Regions from separate parts of the Mus musculus genome. Here regions 1, 3 and 4 are each linked to region 2. Evidence: chromatin contacts called from public HiChIP or PLAC-seq and promoter capture Hi-C data. All regions are on one chromosome and are shown on one strand. Each heading gives the region's core, a stretch centred on a gene start, on an enhancer-like site or on the middle of the called end of the contact. The rest is flanking DNA. Distances are from core to core; before and after follow the strand shown. Region 1 has its middle 22 kb from the start of Fbxo47. Region 2 holds the start of Med1 (mediator complex subunit 1). Region 3 holds the start of Cwc25 (CWC25 spliceosome-associated protein). Region 4 holds the start of Zpbp2 (zona pellucida binding protein 2).

What was found. Promoter capture Hi-C pulls out the DNA fragments that hold promoters and counts their contacts. HiChIP or PLAC-seq counts read pairs in DNA pulled down with a chosen protein or histone mark.
Region 1: a contact with region 2 is called in an H3K4me3 HiChIP or PLAC-seq map of embryonic stem cells, with 7 times the contacts expected there. The contact joins the enhancer-like site here to the promoter of Med1 in region 2. A contact is called at or near these places in 10 of 39 promoter capture datasets (the 3T3-L1 cell line, 3T3-L1-derived adipocytes, the C10 cell line and 6 more), 1 of 484 Hi-C or Micro-C datasets (muscle stem cells), 6 of 115 datasets of contacts at active chromatin or transcription factors (the SCID.adh cell line, embryonic midbrain, embryonic stem cells and 3 more) and 1 of 9 other capture datasets (pancreatic islet).
Region 3: an H3K27ac HiChIP or PLAC-seq map of regulatory T cell precursor shows a contact between it and region 2, with 8 times the contacts expected there. The contact joins the promoter of Cwc25 here to the promoter of Med1 in region 2. A contact is called at or near these places in 11 of 39 promoter capture datasets (the C10 cell line, cranial neural crest, embryonic stem cells and 6 more), 1 of 484 Hi-C or Micro-C datasets (cortical neurons), 7 of 115 datasets of contacts at active chromatin or transcription factors (the SCID.adh cell line, cardiomyocytes, extraembryonic endoderm stem cells and 4 more) and 2 of 9 other capture datasets (embryonic stem cells and pancreatic islet).
Region 4: a promoter capture Hi-C map of pre-B cells shows a contact between it and region 2, with 3 times the contacts expected there. The contact joins the promoter of Zpbp2 here to the promoter of Med1 in region 2. A contact is called at or near these places in 1 of 39 promoter capture datasets (pre-B cells), 1 of 115 datasets of contacts at active chromatin or transcription factors (the SCID.adh cell line) and 1 of 9 other capture datasets (liver).

The regions. Positions count from the first base shown.
Region 1 is chr11:97,904,595-97,907,585 of GRCm38.p6, reverse strand. No RefSeq gene overlaps it. Among named protein-coding and RNA genes, the nearest start is that of Fbxo47, 22 kb to the right of the region's middle. Within about 2 kb of position 1,280, at least 16 of the 459 cell types and tissues checked have an H3K27ac peak or open chromatin away from gene starts, as enhancers often do. A contact at or near this core is called in embryonic stem cells, where this site is marked.
Region 2 is chr11:98,191,887-98,194,586 of GRCm38.p6, reverse strand. Med1 (mediator complex subunit 1) reads left to right here and starts at 1,294. Exons shown (of 17, transcript NM_001080118.1): 1 at 1,294-1,528. The coding sequence starts at 1,504. It overlaps Gm38963 (a long non-coding RNA gene), which reads left to right. Exons shown (of 4, transcript XR_880193.2): 4 at 550-651.
Region 3 is chr11:97,765,066-97,767,940 of GRCm38.p6, reverse strand. Cwc25 (CWC25 spliceosome-associated protein) reads left to right here and starts at 1,328. Exons shown (of 10, transcript NM_026186.4): 1 at 1,328-1,516. The coding sequence starts at 1,499.
Region 4 is chr11:98,549,842-98,552,541 of GRCm38.p6, reverse strand. It overlaps Zpbp2 (zona pellucida binding protein 2), which reads right to left and starts at 1,445. Exons shown (of 8, transcript NM_027061.2): 1 at 1,220-1,445; 2 at 1,034-1,099; 3 at 1-84. The coding sequence starts at 1,268.

The DNA of each region.
Region 1 (2,991 bases), core at 31-2,530, 290 kb after region 2:
AAGGGGACTGGTGGAATTGTCACAGATCTAAGGAATGCTTTCCGGGCACAGCAGACATCATAGGTTGCAGTAGAGGATCGGTGGCGGCCAGGGAGGGCAGGCACAGGGTCCTGAGTATACCCTACTCTACGTACTTCCCTCTTTCTGGCCCCCTTGGATAGTGAGCCTTTATATAAGCCCCTTCCTGGCTCTCAGCATCCTAGAATAGCCACATAGGGTACTGGTTTCTTATTTTCAAGTGCTCAATACATATTTTTTGGTGAAGGTCTACAGAGATGCTTTTGAGAGATACTGAAGCCCCTCAGCGGGACAGTGGGAAGTCAAACTGGGCAGACAGGGTTGCTTTAATGAGAGCACCTGCTTGGCAAGAGACTGGATACGCAGCAGGAGCATCCGATGGCAAAAGAATGATGGGGACATTAACAGAAGTAACAGGAGCAGGGGCGGAAGAGAATGCGTGGGAAAGGGCAGTGCGACGGTGCTTCTGGGTTGGGACAAGACCGCTAAAAATATCTGCCCAGCAGCTGGACACATAGAACGCCAGCCCCACTAACCTTGTGGCCTGGGAAGGTCCTACTTTCATTTCTGTTGTAGTGATAAAAGATTCTGACAACAGTTTAGGAAAGAAGCAGTTTATTCTACTGATAATTGCAGGCTATATTCCATTATTTCAGGGAACTCAAGGCAGGAACCTAACGTATCAAATCCACAGTCAATGCAAAGAGAGAAGAAGCTGGCTGCCATCTCTCTTTATTCTGTCTTATGCAGTTCAGGACTCTCCCTGCATAGAGAATGATGCCTCCCATAGTGGGCAGGGTCTTTCTACCACAATTAACAATCAAGGCATTTTCCACAGACAGGACTAAATAGGCCACCCTGATCTAGATAATTCTCCAATAGGAAAGACTCCCGGAGGTGCTAGAGAGAAGGCTCAGTGCTTAAGAGCCTGTGTTATGCGTTACTTTTGCAGAGGAACCAAGTTTTGTTCCCAGCACCCATGTCTTTTTTTTTTTTTTTTTTTTTTTGGTTTTTTTTTTTTGGTTTTTTCGAAACAGGGTTTCTCTGTATAGCCCTGGCTGTCCTGGAACTCACTTTGTAGACCAGGCTGGCCTTGAACTCAGAAATCAACCTGCTTCTGCCTCCCGAGGGCCCATGTCTTTTTTTTAAAAAGATACATTTAAAAAAATGATTCATTTTGAAAAGAGTCAAGATGTGTCAAGCTGCTAGTAAAAACCAGAGCAGGAGCCACACGCAAAGCTGTGCTAGCAGTTGTCTCAGGAGAGGGTGTGACCACCCAGGAGGGCAGAGAGAAGACAAGAGGCTCTGGGTGGAGCCTTGAATCAACACTGAGGAGAAAAGAGCAACTAGCTGTTGAGGAAAGAAAAGGAGACTCCGGCAAGGGCAGAGTCAAGGCAGACAGGGAGGAGTGGCTTAGGCCAGGAGATGACCCCAGGATGCCCCAGAAATCCAGTGAGCAAACCTGGGCTACCACCCAGTAGCAAGAGAGTTCTCAGAGGACACAGTGATGAGGCTGTGGGAGGGCAGGATCCAGATTGTGTTGGTTAACAAAGAAGTGGGTGTGAGGGCTATGGAAGCCAAGGGAAACACTCTGGGAAGGGCTCTGGCAGGATGCAGAGAAGAAAGTCCCACTCCAGATGGAGGTGGGGCTGAGGGGAGCCTGTGTACAGAATGGGAGACACAAGAAGGGGTTTGTAAGCAGAAGAGGAGTCTGGAGGCAAAGGGCGTTTGATGATAGAGAAGGTCCCAAGGCAAGAGAGCGCACAGTCAGACTAATGATAGCTTAGCACATGCCTAGCTTGTGTCAGAGCATGGGTTTCCTGTCAGAACCTCAACAATAGAGTAAAAAGCATGCAGATCAAAGGAGTGATGCATTTAGTGAACATAGCAAGTCCTTAGAGAAGTGGAGTGTGAGCTACACAGCATCAGTCTGTTTTATTTCACCTCATCTTCACAAAGGACTTACTGTTTTCACTAAAATGCAAGAAAGTTAAATGGGTCACCCAAGATCACATAGCTTATCAAAGCTCGGGATCAAAGAATCAGTGAAGAGAAGTTCATAGGCTGAAGACTCAGTGCAGTTGGTAGGTGCTTGCCTAGCCTGCACGAAACCATGGGTTCAATCCCCAGTTCTACATAAACTGAGCATGGTGGCTCAAGGCTGTGATCCCAGCACTTAAGAGATAGAGGCAAGAAGATTAGAAATTCAAAGATAAATATCCTTGGCGACATATTGAGGGGCCCAGCCTGGGCTACATAAGACCTGTCTCAAAAAGAGAGAGATATATTAGGTACCAAAGACCCAAAGAGAATAGGAAGCAGGCTCTTGCCCTCATAGCCTTACAACCAACATCAGTAGACTAGGCTCTACCCTACCAACAAAATGCTCAGAAGATGTGCAAATAATAAAAGTTCAGCTGGGGCAAAGGAGAGGATGCACCAGGCCGAGTTCAAGAGGAGGTGACGTTTGACCTGAGTCTGGAAAAACCAGAAGGGAAAAGTTGGCTGACAAGCGAGTGACCGTCCCAGACAAATAGAACTAATACGCACAAGCCTGAGCCGCTGGGAACTGTGACCAATTCACTGTTCCGGAACACGGGGTAGGTGTGGCCGGGTACAGGATAGCAGTGTGCCAAGATGGGGGTGTAGGAAAATGGCACACTGTCCTGAAGCACTGTAATGTTTTCCCTTGATCAAGCAAGGGAAAAGTATCAGATTTGCACTCGACGGCAAGAGTGCGGGAGGTCTCCTGGGAACAGCACGGTGAATGAACGAAATAAGAACTGTGGGAATCCAAGGAGCCAGCCAGAGATGGTACAGTATGGTAGCCCAGGCAAGAAGGGATGGGCGGAGACACTGGCATTTGTAATGCAACAGAGAATGAATATATATGTTCATATATATGGGCATACACTGTGTGTGTGTGTGTGTGTGTGTGTGTGTGTGTGTGTGTGTGTGTGTGTGTGTGTGTGA
Region 2 (2,700 bases), core at 45-2,544:
CCAAGCTCAACATGGTAAACGATGATAATGTTTTCCAAAAATCATCTTCTTTGTGTGTGTGAAGTCATTCTTTTTTTGTTTTGTTTTTGTTTGTTTGTTTGTTTTGTTTTTTGGGTTTTTTTTTTTTTTTTGGTTTTTCGAGACAGGGTTTCTCTGTGTAGCCCTGGCTGTCCTGGAACTCACTCTGTAAACCAGGCTGGCCTCCAACTCAGAAATCTGCCTGCCTCTGCCTCCCTAGTTCCTTTCTTTTTCTTTTATTTATTATATATATATGTATGTATGCGTGTATATGTGTATATGTATGTGTGTGTGTGTGTGTATATATATATACTGTACCTGTCTTCAGACACTCCAGAAGAGTGAGTCAGATCTCATTACAGATGGTTGTGAGCCACCATGTGGTTGCTGGGAATTGAACTCAGGACCTCCTGAAGAGCAGTCGGTGCTCTTAAATTAACTGAGCCATCTCTCCAGCCCCTTCTTTCTTTTTTTTAAACAACATAACTGCTTCTGGTTCTTCAGGAAATTTCACCTTCCCACTTTCTCTAGGAATTAAACCCAGGACTTCAGACATGCTAATCAGGTATGTTGCTGGTGAGTTACAAGTCTTGTCATCTTACAAATCTTACTTTTTTGTTGTTTTGTTTTGTTTTTGTCCAGGCAAGGTTTCTCTGTAGCCTTGGCTGTCCAGAAACTTTGTAGACCAGGCTGCCCTCATACTCAGAGATCTACCTGCCTCTCCCTTCAGAGCGCTGGGATTAAAGGTGTGCGCCACCACCAGGCAAACTCTAAACACCCAAACACTAAAACTCACTGGAAATCTTTCAGTAGAGATTATTTTGTAAGGACCGGTTTTCACTATCCCCTTCCTCATTGGGATTATAGGAGTGTGCCACTTTTCCAGGTGCTCAAAGAGCAAACATTTTGTTTCGTTTGAGACAGGGTTTCTCTGTGTAGCCATGGCTGTCCTGGAACTCACACTGTAGACCAGGCTGGCCTCGAACTCAGAGTTCCGCCTGTCTGCTGGGATCAAAGGCTTGAGCCGCCACCACCGCGGGACGGAAGAGCTAACGCTTTTAATTTACAAATTGTGTAACTGTCGGGATGCAAACATAAACTTTCAGAGAGATGTCAACTCTGGGCACACACCCTTAGACGCCAAGGTGTGAATTCTGAGCCAATCGGAGCCGGGCCTGCTAGAGATCCTGCGGGGAGGACGAAATCAGCCAACCTCCGCGAGACTTTGGTGCGGTTCCTTCTTCCTCCGTCTCACAGGAACACGATTAATCTCGCGATCTTTGGGAAGTTCCGTTGGGGAAGATGGCGGCGGCCGCGAGCACCCTTCTCTTCTTGCCGCCGGGGACTTCAGACTGAGCCTTCCCCGGAAGAGTCGGGGCCGCTGGTGCGCCGCTTCCCCGGAGCCCAGGCTAACTTGGTTCCCCTCTGAGTGGCGGGGAAAGGCTCCCCGGCTCGTGGCGGACCCAAGACCTCCCCGCTGTCAGGATGAAGGCTCAGGGGGAAACCGAGGGTGAGTGACTGGGGGGTGGCGGGGAAGGAGGGGCGGTACACCGCTGCGGCGAGCCAATCCGAGAGAGGAGGTGGGGACCCACGCCCCTCCAGGGCCACCGTGCGTGGGACCGGATCCTGGTGGAATGTGCATCTTAGATCCCGACCGAGCCCTACAGATGCTGGAGCGCCTCCTCCGGGGCGCTGCTCCCCCGTCTCCTCCACTCGTGAAAGGTTTTCTGCGGGACGAGGGACGAGGAAGTTGAGCCTCAGGGTACTTTGAGCTTAGCCCGGTGGGACCCAAGGAGAGGGAAACTGAAACTTGTTGATGCTTTGTTCCAGGAGAGATCGCTGAAGATGACACTAGAACAATGTAATGTCAAAGTAATGGAGGGTGTTTTAGCCGGAGTGACTTGCTTGGTTCGATCTTCATCATAGTAAAAGCGGGCCGTTTATTACTTGGAAGGTCATAGTGTTCAAATACTGTGCTGTGTCTTTACGAACTGCTTTCAGTTGTGCACGACCGGTGGCTTTAAAGCTTGGGGGAGAGGTGTTCAGAACTATAAACTGGCAGGAACAATCCCCAAACCAGTTTCCCAGTTGAGGGAAGAAAAGGGAAGGGATAGAATCTTCTTTGTTTCTTGAGACAAGGTCCCCCTGCCTCAGCCTCCCAAGTGCGGGCTTACACACCTCTCGGCCAGCTAAGAGTTTGATTCTTGGTTCAGATACTCCCTCCCACGACCTGGACTGGCTTATCCAAAAATGAAGTCTCGACATTTGTAGCAAAGTGGACGATACTCAAAATAAGCCATATTAAGATAAATAGCACATTTTCTCTTATGAGGAATCTCGACGTAGGTATGTGTTGGTGTGTGTTGGTTGTGAAAACATGGGACCATGTGGGAACAAAGGAGGTCTGCAGGATAGAAAGGTTAGTGGAATATGAAATGAAGTGAGAGGTTTGGCTGTTTGGAGGTTGGGGCAGTGTGGCTCTCAGAGGGAGAGGACTTGGACCAAGTATAATGGCCTATATGTATAAGAATGCCAAAATGATATGCATTGCTTTGTATGTTAATTTAAAGATAATTTAGAGGCTGGGAATGTAGAGCAGTGGTTAGAGTAATGTCTTCTTGTCCATGGGTTCAATTCCCAGCACCAAAAGAAAAGGAAAAAGGGAGCCAGGTGTGGTGGCCC
Region 3 (2,875 bases), core at 79-2,578, 430 kb after region 2:
CTCAAACTCAGAAATCCACCTGCCTCTGCCTCCCGAGTGCTGGAATTAAAGGCATGTGCCACCACGACCAGCTCGGAGCCAGTGTTCTTAATGGCTGAGCCATCACTCCAGTTCTTTAATTCTAACAACTCAAAAATAAAAACACAAGGGCTGGCGAGATGGCTTGGTGGGTAAGACAACTGACTGCTCTTCAAAAGGTCCTGGTGGCCGGGGGTGGGTGTGGGGGGGTGGGTGGTGGCACACGCCTTTAATCCCAGCACTCAGGAGGCAGAGGCAGGCAGATTTCTGAGTTCGAGGCCAGCCTGGTCTACAGAGTGAGTTCCAGGACAGCCAGGGCTACACAGAGAAACCCTGTCTCTGAAAAACCAAAATAAAAAAGGTCCTGGTGACTCACAAACTCATCCATAATGAGAACTGATACCCTCTTCTGTTGTGTCTAAAGACAGCAACAATGTACTTATTTATATATAAATCTTTTCTTCTTCTTCTTCTTTTCTTTTCTTTCTTTCTTTCTTTCTTTCTTTTTTTTTTTTTTTTTTTTGAGACAAGGTTTCTCTGTGTAGCTCTGACTGTCCTTGGAACTCACTCTGTAGACCAGGCTGGCCTTGAACTCAGAAATCTGCCTGCCTCTGCCTCCCAAGTGCTGGGACCAAAGGCGTGTGCCACTACTGACAGGCCCATAAATAAATCTTAAAAAATAAAAATAAAGACACAAGCTGGCTATAGTTTAGCAAGTCTGTAATTCCAGCATTCTGGTGACAGAAGCAAGTGGTATAGATCTGAGTTCAAGGCCAGCCTGATCTACACTGTCCCCAGATAGCCAGGGTTTTACATAGAAAGACACTGTCTAGGAAACAAAAATAAATAAAATAATAAAAATAGGTATTTCCAGACCAGAATGATCTCAAACTTTGTGCCAGAGCTGGCCAGTTTCCATCTACCAAGCGTGGGAGATGACTGGGGGTGTGCCATGACATCTGGCTTTTGGGATTTTGTTTGATAGCATCTATTTCTATAAAACATGCCGGGAATGAGGGAGCTGGCCGAAAAGCTGGTTTGGAAACCCTGGTGTAGCGGTGAGATGGGGAGGCGGCCTAAGTTGGCAGATACTGAGGTCTTACACTGTCTCGCTTCTACGGCAGAGCCCTGATGCGTTGCCAAGGCAACAGAACCCGCCTATGGCTTTTCAACAGTTGGGGCCAGGGGCTTACGTGAGGCAACCAAAAAGAGGCCACCAAAACTGACGGAGGGTAGAAAGTACTTGCGACTCTAGGTTCACGTAGACTTAGCGCTCATACCAAACGTCATCGAGCCGAGACGCTGACGCAGTCATATGACACCACCCCGGAAGTGCGAGCTAGAGCGGGCGGGGAAAAGGGCAGCTGGTTCCTGTAGGGATTAGGTCCCGAGAGGCCGTCTCTGAACTGTTTCCCTAGGTTTCCTCTCTGCCTTCGCTGAATCTTTCAGGTCCACAGACTGAAGAACCGTCTCCACCATCATGGGAGGCGGAGACCTGGTAAGTGCTAGAGGCCTGGGCAGCGACGACTGAGCCCGAGACCCACAGGCGCCGGGGTGGGGTGAAAGTCGGGGGTAGCAGTCGGTAACCCTGGTAATGAAGTCTTGATTTCAGCACAAGGGGGTGATAAACATGGAGAGGGAGCGGATGGTGAAGCCCACAGAGGGACTGAGATGAGCCTCGGGAAGATGTGCGGCGAGGAATGTTTGCTGTTGTCAGGATTTGCTGATTCGGGGGCTTCCCGGGGGCTCCCAGGAAGTCTAAGGTTAGGGAAGGGACAGTTGAACTCATGGTATGGAAGGAGGTAGATCTTGGGCACGTAGACTTTATTTTGTGTATGTTATCTTCGGACATAGCCTCCCCTGCTCCCCCTTTTTTAGCTAGGAGTTCACAGTTGTATCCTGGACCTGGACTGTTGAAAGGGTGGGCTTCAGTCATTTCCCATCCTGAGCTGTGCCGTTTAGAGGCGTCCATTTCAAATCTTTTCCATCTTTGTTTCCTTCCTTACATCAGTGTTTTGCTTTGATGTGTAGTGAGGAGGCAGCTTTCTTCGGTATCGGTAACACTTTTTTTTTTTTTATGTTAAGTGGCAATTGCTCTTAAGTCCTGTAGTTCGTTTGTGGGGAAGGAATGCCTTAAATAAGGCAGAAATATCCAAGAAGCAGAGAGCTAGATTAGGACACTATTGATCTTCTCAAAGTGAAGGTAATTGAATCAATAAGTACATCAGTTTGGGTATCTGTCCACTAAGCTGAATTTGCCGGGTGTCCTTAATTGGATCAAGTTGCAGGGCTCCATCAAAGTTAGTCTAGTTTAGTATGTGCTTCATGTAACTGTCTATTATGGACAGTGCATTAGTTTACTTCTGTAATAAAACCAAGATCAAAAGCAACTGTCGGAGGAGAAGGCTTCTTGCATCTTACAGGTTATAGCCCATCATTAAGGCAGCTCAAGTTGTAACCCAGAGGCAGGAACTGAAGTAGAAACCATGGAGGGATGCTGCTTACTGGCTTGCTTCTCTTGCCTTACTCAGCTTCCCTTGTTTACACAGGTAGACCACCTACCTAGGGATGGCTCCACCCACAGTGGGCTGGGCCTTCCTCTCTCAGGTCATACTCAAGAACACACACTCACAGACATTCCCACAATCTGATGGAGGCAGTGCCTCAACTGAAGCTGACAACCCAGACTTGCCATCCTTGCCAGGAGACCTGTAATCTGGGTGATTCTGTTGCCTGTGTGGTGGAGTTGTCCTGTAACTTGTATATTCAGCAGCGTCTAGCCACAGGGTGCCCTTAGCACTCTCATGCAATGGTGACATCTGCAAATTTCTCCAGACCCTGGTTGCCATTGGTGCCT
Region 4 (2,700 bases), core at 196-2,695, 360 kb before region 2:
GGTCCACTGTTTCTTTATTGGCACGATCAATATCCATACAAATAAGGACAGGACTAGCCTGATGTAACTTTACATATATTTTTACTGTGACAAAATAAAATTCTGCGTAATTACATTATACAGAGAAATAAAGACACACACACTCCTAGACAATGATACCAGTTAGTTCTTTCAGGATTTCAGTACTTAAAAAGTCTTCGTAACGTGTCCAATGCTAGTTGTCATTTAGAATGAAGTCTTTGCTGCTTCCCCATAGTAAACCTTTAAACTGTACTTTGTCGGTAATATTTTTATTTTGTGACAGTCTAGAAAAATGAAGATCAAGTTCCTTTTAACGTACACATTAATAAATAGCTCCAATAAGGAGCTATGGAATCAATGTTACAGGATGTTAGCTTGACTGACAAACTATTTCAAAACTGAAAACTTGGTATTTCGCGTAAGCTTCCTGTTGTCTTGTGCAGTGTTTACTAGAAAGGTGTACAACAGTGACTCAACTGGATAGATAGTACCTAGTCTCACAAGGTACTTTTTAAGGTCCAATCATTGCCAGGATCAGAATCTCTAAAGTCTATTGTTCAGTTTGGCAGTGTAATGGTGGTGTTGGGAAGAGAAAGGCCTTAAATGTGGAATTGTTCTAGACGGAGTGCAGTGTTATTTCAAATTTGGAGTACTTTTTCCTGAATGTAGGAAAACTACAGAGAGTAGTAACACTGGAGCTGATGTTTGATGCATGAATAGGGCTGGTTAATACAAGAGGGAGAGAAGAGCCTTCCAGAGGGGCGTCCACTCTGCTAAGTGCCTTCACCCATTACAAAGCAGAAGTATTTGAAAGAGAGACGTGGTATCAGAGCGGCAGATCTGTGGTGAACACTGGAATAGAAGACTAGCTTTGAGGGCAATGATGCAAACTTCCCGAACTGCAGAGCACAGACGCCCTCCTGCCTAGCTCCCTTTTCCCTGCCTGAAGAACCTAAGAGGATGCATCCCCAGCTCTTGGGACAAGCCTTGCGTGAGAAGAGGCACGTATTACCTGGGTGCCCTACCGTGCCGTAAACAAAGCCTTTGATATTGAATAAGGAAGAACGTTGCGATCCAACTGCGGAGGAGAGAACACCTCTGGCTTATTATTAGTGTTTGGAGGACACACGGTTCAGGGCGGGGCGGGGCGGAGGCGAAGAAGGAGGGACGGGGGAGGAGCCTGCGGGCCAAGCCCCACCTCCTGCGAGAGACCAGAGCACCGCGTAGAGTAGGGCCCACGCAAGCATCACGGCTCAGGCACTAGTGGCGACGGCTGGGTGCCCTCCTACCTCAGGCCAGGCCCAACGCCTCCCCATCGCTCCTCTACAGAGCGAAGCAAACCGCCAAGGGCATCTTCCCTACCGGTCCCAGGCTATCACGGGGGCGGCTGTGCCCGAGAGCGCCTGCGTGTTCCGGCTTGGCACGAGGGGCGGGGCAAGCGCTCGCAGATGGAGAGCCCCGCCTCCTGGCGCACGCGCAGTTGCGGAGCGCTGCACCCTCCGAGCCTTTCGCACCTCTCCTTGGGTCCCGTGTTCCCGCTCTCTAGCTCTAGTCGGCCTGGTGGTGTGACGAGTAAAGGAAACGAACTCAAGACTTCCTCAGACTAAAGGAACTGATGAGTGAACACAGTGGGTCCTAAGGACGGTGGCGGCGGCTCTGAGCAGCCCAAGGATGCCGTAGTTTGGCGATCAGAAGAAGGGAGATGTTTGTGAGAATTTCCTAAAAGCGAGGGCTCAGCTCTGGAACCCCGAGCTAACGTTGCTAGCGTTGCTGGATCTGTCAAAACGTCACATCCAGTTTTCACCTAGTTGCATTTTTCTGGCATACAAAACCAAGACCTTGAAGAGCCCTCTCCTCTGTGCTTCAGAAGGGTGCCCTCAGACCTTCCCACGTGGAGGAAGGTTAAACCTTTATTTTTTTCAGCTTAGAGTGTGAGATGATGTAAGGGACACCCCCTCATGCAAATTTATTCGGAAGTAACTTTGCTTTAGAGAATGGGTCCCTTCGAAAGGAAGGCGAGAGCGGGTGATCTTTTCCTCAGCTGATGTGAGATAAGTCACTCTCAGGGAGCTCCAAAATAGTCTTTCAAAGTTCTTCTGAACCCTGTGCTGGGGACCAAACCCAGGGCCTTTACTGAATTGAGTCGCTAACCCCATCATGCGTGGTCCCATCTTGACTGCTATTTTAGGTGACCTGAAAGACTTTAGGTGTTGTTTACCTCTTGGCAGTAGAGCACCGCTCTCAGTAGTGGTTTTGAGTAGGTTGGTTAGGGAGAGAGCCCAAGGTTCAGATAGGGTGCAGAATGGTTATTTGGGGTGAGATCAGGAGTTTTCAGTTTTATTTCCTTTGAGCCGAGTCAGTATTTGGACTGTCTCAGATGGTCCAGGAGCAACCTTTGTCAGTAATTTCATTTTTAGTCACTGTTAATTTTATCGATCTAGCACAAGCATGAAATGGGATTCAATGAGTCAGATCCACCCCCTGTCAGTTACTACGTCTAGACTCATGGGTTAGCCTCAACTGTTAAAAATGTGGATGGGTGTTTTGCTTGCATTTCTGTCTGTCTGTGCACCACAGGCATGCACTGCCCACAGAGGCCAAAGAGTGTGTCGCCTCTGGGACTGGAGTTAACAATGGTTGTGAGCAGCCATTTGGATGCTGGGAATCAAACGTGGGTCC